Regions from separate parts of the Mus musculus genome. Here region 1 is linked to region 2. A link is a contact called in public Hi-C data. All regions are on one chromosome and are shown on one strand. The core of a region is the stretch at or near the end of the contact, and the rest is flanking DNA. Distances in the headings are between cores, read along the strand shown. Region 1 has its middle 3.8 kb from the start of Gm30892. Region 2 overlaps E430016F16Rik (RIKEN cDNA E430016F16 gene).

Evidence for each region. Hi-C and Micro-C count contacts between places; a contact is called where the count stands out from the background.
Region 1: a contact with region 2 is called in a Hi-C map of Th1 cells, with 1.9 times the contacts expected there. The contact joins two enhancer-like sites. A contact is called at or near these places in 18 of 39 promoter capture datasets (3T3-L1-derived adipocytes, the HPC-7 cell line, cranial neural crest and 11 more), 3 of 484 Hi-C or Micro-C datasets (Th1 cells and cortical neurons) and 3 of 115 datasets of contacts at active chromatin or transcription factors (CD8 T cells, T-cell acute lymphoblastic leukemia and double positive thymocytes).

What each region holds. Positions count from the first base shown.
Region 1 is chr7:78,736,592-78,740,307 of GRCm38.p6, reverse strand. No RefSeq gene overlaps it. Among named protein-coding and RNA genes, the nearest start is that of Gm30892, 3.8 kb to the right of the region's middle. Within about 2 kb of position 2,232, at least 28 of the 459 cell types and tissues checked have an H3K27ac peak or open chromatin away from gene starts, as enhancers often do. A contact at or near this core is called in T-cell acute lymphoblastic leukemia, Th1 cells and double positive thymocytes, where this site is marked.
Region 2 is chr7:78,595,933-78,599,468 of GRCm38.p6, reverse strand. The region is part of intron 8 of E430016F16Rik (RIKEN cDNA E430016F16 gene); the gene reads left to right. Among named protein-coding and RNA genes, the nearest start is that of Ntrk3, 20 kb to the right of the region's middle. Within about 2 kb of position 1,583, at least 68 of the 459 cell types and tissues checked have an H3K27ac peak or open chromatin away from gene starts, as enhancers often do. A contact at or near this core is called in T-cell acute lymphoblastic leukemia, Th1 cells and double positive thymocytes, where this site is marked.

The sequences.
Region 1 (3,716 bases), core at 983-3,482, 140 kb before region 2:
GTGTCTGAAGACAGCTACAGTGTACTTACATATAAAATAAATAATAAATAAAATATTAAAAGAAAAAGAAAGCAACCAGTGTACTTGGTACTTTTTGCTTACCAGCTACTGTGCTTTCAGACCTTCATTATTACATGGAATATTAATTATTAATAATATACAATATTACAAGTAGTGCACAGGCCCTGAAGTTGATACATTTCAGACATGTGAATGTGAAGGTGTGTTGCTTGCTTGGACTCCTTGTCCCTGATTGAAACAGAAAGCAAACAGGACTTTTGGAATCCTCTGTTTCTGGAGATAGAGAAAAACATATATTTGAGATCATGGCTGAAGTACTGTTTTTTTTTTTTCCAGGGATCAAGCTTAGTCACTCTGTGGAGAATATAAAACATCTGGAATGGTAGTCACAATTGGAATGATTAAATATAATAATGTACTATTATTGTCCAAGATTTGTCTTTTTTTAATTTACAAAGGCCAAAGGGAGAATTAAATGGCACGTCCACCTTTGAAATCTTTGATAGTGGCATTAATCCCAGAATTGCCCCCAGGAATGCCATAATGAATGTTTTGTCATTTTGTTATGAAAGAGTGCCAAGGGCTCTTGCTTGACCCTTATTACAAAATAGCCTTTACTTAATAGCTCATAGGATTAACACACGAATTCTGACTGTGGCTGAGTATATTCCCTTTTCACCTCTATAATCATAAAGTGGCAAAATAACCATGTTAGAACTCACGGCCAACTCTACTTAACCCTTGCTTCCACAGCTTCTACCTAAGCGATAGACTGTAGTGATTTACCAATTACAAGTGTTAGCTCAAAGCCAGGGTTAACTATGCATCCTGTCCCTCATGCCCCTGCCAGAGAACAACTACCCTGAAAAACATTTGTACGTCCCTTTGGTAACCATTAGGTGAAAGATTTATAGTACACGCCGCGGTGTTGTTACACAATTGTTCTTCAAGGGTACCCAGTCTCCTTTTCAATCAGAAAGCTCTGGCTCTGTGAACTGATTTTGGTCTGGGAATTGGGTGAGAGGTAGGGAGTCTCTCTGATGGTGGCTTGAATCAATCTCTTGCTTATCAAGTCTAGCATTTTTTTTTTTTTCTTTTTTTGGACAGGCACGGCGAGTAGAACCTTAGGGGGGCAACACATTCACTTCAGTCACCCAGGGTTCATTATTTACAAGCTCCCTATAGGGCAGACCATTTCTGTTCAATGCTGGCCTGCCTGCCTGTTATGGGAACTAGGGTTACCTTTTCCCTGGCAGCTGAGGACACCTAGAACTTTGTCACTCCATTTTCCAGGTATTATTTCTTAAAGCTAGGGGCTCATTTTAATGGCCGTGTCTCCTGCTTTTATAGCCAATTGTGAGCACATATCCCTGGACGGGATTCTGAGGGGTCCATGCTCCTCTGTCTATGTACGTCTCAAGATCAGGACACCTCCCACATCCTCCTTTCTCTGGGACAGGGCTGTGAATATCATAGTTCCTCACCACTGCTTACAGCCTCAACTCTTTGGATTTCCCCCCTTGATACAAGGTTTAGTTTCAACTACAGGCTCTGGTTTTCAATCTATCAGCTAACCAAACAAGTAGAATAGACTCAACTAGTATATGAATACATGCTTTGAATCTAGAATCTCTGGTTAGATGTCAGGGTATGATCAAAACTTATGTTTTTCTCTTCTTGCTCTAGATCCGTGAGGTCCCATTCCCACACATATTTATATATATCACAGGCTGCCCTCATGTAGCCCAGGCTGGACTCAAATCCACCGTGTAGCTGAGGCTTACTTTAAGATGCCGGGCTTCCATCCCTGTGCTAGGAATATAGGAAAGCGCTCCCTCATCCCGCCCTTACTGTGCTTTTTTTTTATTTTTAAAGATGAACATATAGTAAAATTGACCTTGGGGAATATAATTTCATGTTTTAACGCATATAGATTTGTGTAAGCACTACCAGAATCAATATACTGAATAATTCTACTACTTCCAAACCTCCCATGTATGATGTCTTTCTGGTTACATCTGCATCTCACTCCTAATCACAATCCAATCAAAATCATTGATTTCTTCATTGCTGTTGAGCCCTCTTGAGAATGTCATGTGAGTGGAATCATGTTCACATAGCCTTTAACTGGGATCTCTCATACAGTGCAATACATTCAAGATCCACCTATTTCTGTGGCATACACCAGCAGTCCTTTCTTGTCAGCTGCTGCATACGTCATTGTATGAAAGGACCCAATGCCTGTGAATACATTCATCACCGGAAGAACACAGAGCAGTTTCTAGACTGTCAAACTTATGAACAGAGGTCCTACAAATATCCACCGACAGGTCTTGATGTGAACGTTAAGTTTTCCTTTCTTTGGGTAAGTGCATAAGGAGTGGGTCTTCCAGGTCATAGGGTAAGTGTGTGGTAAACTAACTGAGGACTGCTACCCTGCTTGCTAGCATGAGAACATGCCCTGACCACATTTGAGGGTGTCGGTTGCTACCTTTCTTCTTAACACTTGGTGTTAACAGTTTCTTTTTCATGTAGATATTCTAGTAGGTGTGTCTCACAGCCTGGTGTTAGTTTCTGCCTCCTTAATGGATTATTATATATTTTTCACATGCTAGTTTTGATCTCTGCATGTCCTCTCTGTCCAAGCATTTTCTATATTTTATGATTGGGTTGTCTGTTTTTTGGATTTTGGTTTTTGATGGCACACATCTTTAATCCCAGTGCCAGGAAGGCTTTCGTATTATCTGTCAGAATGGCACAGGCCTTTTGCCTGGAGGGTTCATTGTATACCAGAGAAACAGCTCTATGTACAACAGGGGGCAGAGCTACAGAATAAGGTTTCTGGATTTGACTGCCATAGTCACCTCCCCAGTCCCTACCAGTCAAGAACTGCTCCTCTGGTCTCAGGATGGCACACAGTCAGTCTGGGGGCCCAGGAGCCAGCTCTTGCTCTCTAGCGCCTACACCAGTGACGAAGAAACAACTCATTACATTGAAGGGTGAAGGTGCGCAGCCAGAGTATCATCGAGTCCTGCGTTATCTGGTTTTTTTTTTTAATGGATTTTTGATAGTTATAAAAGTCTAGATATGGAATATTTATTAGATGTATGGTTTGAATATACCTTCTTCTGGCTTATAAACTACCTTTTTAGTGTGTTAACAATGCCCATCACAGAATAAGTCCACAATTTAGGTAAAGTCAACTTTTCCTTACGGATCCCACTTTTGGTGTCACACTTTTTCCCTTGTGTTTTCTTCTAGAAGTTTATATTTAGGTTTCTAATAATTCTGGGGGTTTAAAAAAATATGTTGTGAATTAGTGAAAATAGGGGCCATGAATTTGAAGGAGAGTGGGGGAGGGGCATATGGGAGGGAGGGCTGGGAGGGAGGGAAGGGGAGGGAGAGATGTAACTAAACTATAGCTTTAGTGATCTGTTTTTGTGCCCGTGATAATAATCCATTCTTTCTCTATGTGTCTATGTGTGAGTTTTGGTTTCTGGTCCTGCCATTCTGTCATACTGACCTATATCCTAGCTGTTTCCCAGGATCCTCTGGTATCAGTTACTGTATCACAGTCAGAGAAATCTGAGACATTTTTTTTTTCTTTTATTCCTTTTTCGAGACAGGGTTTCTCTGTGTGGCCCTGGCTGTCCTAGAACTCACCCTGTAGACCAAGCTGGCCTCGAACTCAGAAA
Region 2 (3,536 bases), core at 334-2,833:
GGCACTCATGTTCAGGTTACTTATCTTGGGAGTATGATTATGACTTTGGGGAACCTGAAAAGAAAGTTCTAGAATGAGCAGTTGATGCTGCCCCAGAATGGAGTCTTCAGAAGAGGTCAAAGGTAAGAATGGGCAGAAGCTGCAGGCAAGGAAATAAGACACTGGTTGGTGTACATATGTGAACAGCCAGGACTGTCCCAGGACTCTGCCCAAAAGGGCAGCTGGGAGAAAGGACTGGTCTCCATTAGAGCTGGAAGCCAAGAAGCAAGAGGTGAGTAATGGGTAGCCTTGTGAAGTGCAGTTTGGACCTACAGCTTAGGAACGGACTTGGTTGTCCTGAGGATCCTGGGACCTGCGAAGAAACACAAAGAAGTCTAGGAAAGGATGTAAAAGGAGAAGCAGAGGAAAGGTGGATAAGAGAGAGCCACTGTAGACAGACAGGAGGAAAGGAGGAAGAATGCGTGCCTGCCGGCACCAAAGTTTCCAGACCTTCATTTGTTTTATTGTAGCCTTCTGCACATATCTAGTCAAGTAGCTGCATACCCCAACCTGGCTGGCATAGGGAATGGTGCCTGTTAGGTCCCCTTAAAGACAGGACATGGGAGGAAGTGCAGGATAAGAGCAAAGTCATGAGTTTAAGACCTACTGGAGCACATGGATGAGGGTCCCTGGGTCTCAGAAACATGAGTCCATGGGTAGACTGTAAGTGCACCCCATCAGACATCCCCTCTGTGTTCAGGATTACTGCTGTTTCCCTGATCCAGCAGGCAGAGTCACAAACCTCCCCTGGAAAGAGGCTGCAGAAAGTCTGTCAGTCCCAGAGAAGACTGGGAGCCTGTGCATCAGTTGGGGGGTTGGGGGGGGCTGGGGAAAAGGGAAGGTGGCTCTCGTTCCTGCGTGGCATTTGCTATTTCGGACTTACTGAAAGTCTGCTTCTCATGGATCTCTGCTCTGATGAGAGTGACAAGACTTCTCACAGCGATCTCTTTACTTAACCCCTTTTGCTGGGCCATCTGTTCACTACTCTGATGTATGCTTCTCCTCGGAGGAGCCATCAAATTATTCAGGCTCCTTCCCTGGTGCAGACGCTGCTCTCCTCCCAGCTGCCCCTACCCCACACAGCCGAAGCCAAACCACTTTCCCACATCCTGAGTGACACAGATACTGTGTGCGCGCGGGGGGAGGGGGGTGCCCGTGGGCGAGCAATCATGGTCCTTGAAAAAAAAACACTGGGGGTTCGGTTCGGTGCTCATCCTCACTGTGGAGTCCAGCTTATGCTTCAACTCCAACGCCTCCCCCAGACTGGCTTTCAAAAATACCCACTTCTGAGAGCTCTATGGTCCTTTCTGTGCACTCCCATCAGTGAGGACCTGCGACAATCACTTGCTCTCTCACAGAACACCCTGGGTCTTCTGGAACCTGGGGTGGGGGGCGTGGTGGCACCGAAAACTTTCTCCTTATTCATTTTCAAGTTCTTACAAATTTTGAAGCCTTCTTGGGCTTTTATATGCCCCTCCCTCCCCTCTGCGCCTCATGTCTCTCTCCTTGATGTGGTCAGTTCTCTGCAGCGGGGCCCAGGGCAGCAGCGCTGTTGCTGACAAAAGACTTTCCATATGCTCAGTCCAATATGGTAGTTGTCAGCCACTGCACCTACTGAGTTCTTGAAACCCGGCTTGTACTCTGGTGCTTGTATTTATATTTATGTTGAAGCCAGTCGTGGTAGACTTAAACTTAGCTTCAAAGCAGCGCCGGCCACTGAGACACCTGGGAGGGAATAAGCTAGAGGGGCGAGGTCTGCGGAAGGAGCCGAGCCCTGGGTGGGAGTTACAGATAGGCAGAGTGAAAGCTCAGAGATGCACTGATCCAGGCCCAGGCCTCTGGAAAGCCCCAGTCTCTCCTCATGGCCCAACCTCCCTGGCTCTGCTACCTGCATCTCAGGCAGAGGAAACTGCTTGGTGCTTAGCTGGTCCTTAACACCCTCCAGGGCAGGCATCAGGCTGTGAGAAGTTTTGAATAATGAATGCAGTCAAGAGGGGTGCTGGCTTTTTCCATTCACTAGCTGGAGCGCCTTCCCCAGTGGGTGGGTGAGGCACACAGTCATCACCCACCCCTAGAGCAATCTTCCCAGGGTGAGAACAGGCCCCCACCCCCGCCTTTCTTCCTTTGCCCACAGGAGGCTGAGAGCTGGCAGGAGGGGGGTGGGGTAGGGAGGCTGCAGAGCCCTGCCTTAGAATTCCAAGCAAGGAGCCACAGCTAAGGTTCTCTTCTCTTGTTTTCTAGCCACTGTTTATTGAGCTCATCTTCCAGGTACTGTGCTAAGTCACATAAGCGTATATTCTCCACTGGTCCTAGGAGGTGAAATCAGCCCTGGTTTCTGAGCCCAAGGCTCAGAAAAGCTAAGTGACTTGTTCCAAGCCAGCAGCTGATCTGTTTTGATCTCAATGTCCAAACTTTTATCAAAAGCACTGCCTTCTCCTTCTGGGTTAGCAGGCCAGATGGGTACCTTTTGGAATGCCTTTGGAGGAAGAAAAGGAGTATGGACCAGCAGGATTGTCAGCTTCTGCTAGTGCCCAGGAAACTGTCACTGAGTAGACATTCCTTAGCCAGTGACTCAAAACCGAAGGATGCTTAATCAAAGTTTAGTCTGACATATGGAGAACTGGCAGGAGATTAATTTAATATCACCTCATGTTGAAACCCTCACCCCCCTCCCGCCTCGTTCCTCCTCTCTTGGTCTCTTTCCAATCTGTTTTCATTGGCATCTTCAACTAGGAGCAGACAGAACCAAGAGAAGCACCAAGAAAGGCATTGCCTGACGCCAGCTGTGATCTCTGGGCAAAGGCCGGGCTCTCTGAGACCAGAGGAATGCAGGCAACTTCCCAGAAGCACCTGGGTACAGGGCTGGGAGCTGGTCTAGAATGAGGGTGGCGAGGGTGGTCTCAGTTGTTGGCCTGTAGTGGCGACATGTGACTGCTTCCTGGGACCTTGAGTACTTCTTTAGTAAGATTCTACATAAGCCTCCAGCATCCTCATCTCTCCACTGCAACTGGTTGTGACCATCAACCGCTGGTCCTTGCTTACTGTCTGCTCCCTCCCCCTCCTCGGCTATCTTCTTGCTCTCTCCTATGCTCTCTCAGACACAGGTTCTGGCTTGGATCTCACTGTTGTTGTTAGTTATGTGATTTCTTATTCCTACTGGGAGATTTCTTGTCCCTTTTGGAGTTTGCCTTCTGTCTGTAGGTGGAAAAAGGAAGATCCCGGAGCTAAGGAGCAGGCAACAGCCAGGCCTGACAAAAGGCCCTAAGGAGTCCTAGGGAAAGGTGGTAGCTTGGCCTCTGCTCTTCTTTTTGTGGCCGGTAGGTGGTGCTAGATGCTAGCCCAGGCCCAGCTGGGGCCTTGGAGGAGCTAACTGCTGTTCTGTCTTACAGGAAAGACTCTGCCAGACATGAAGAAGCTCTGACAGTAGGGACTCCGTAGCTGATTCAGGACACTGGAGGTGCTACGAGCATGCTGCTGTTTCTTGTCTCCAAGCTTTG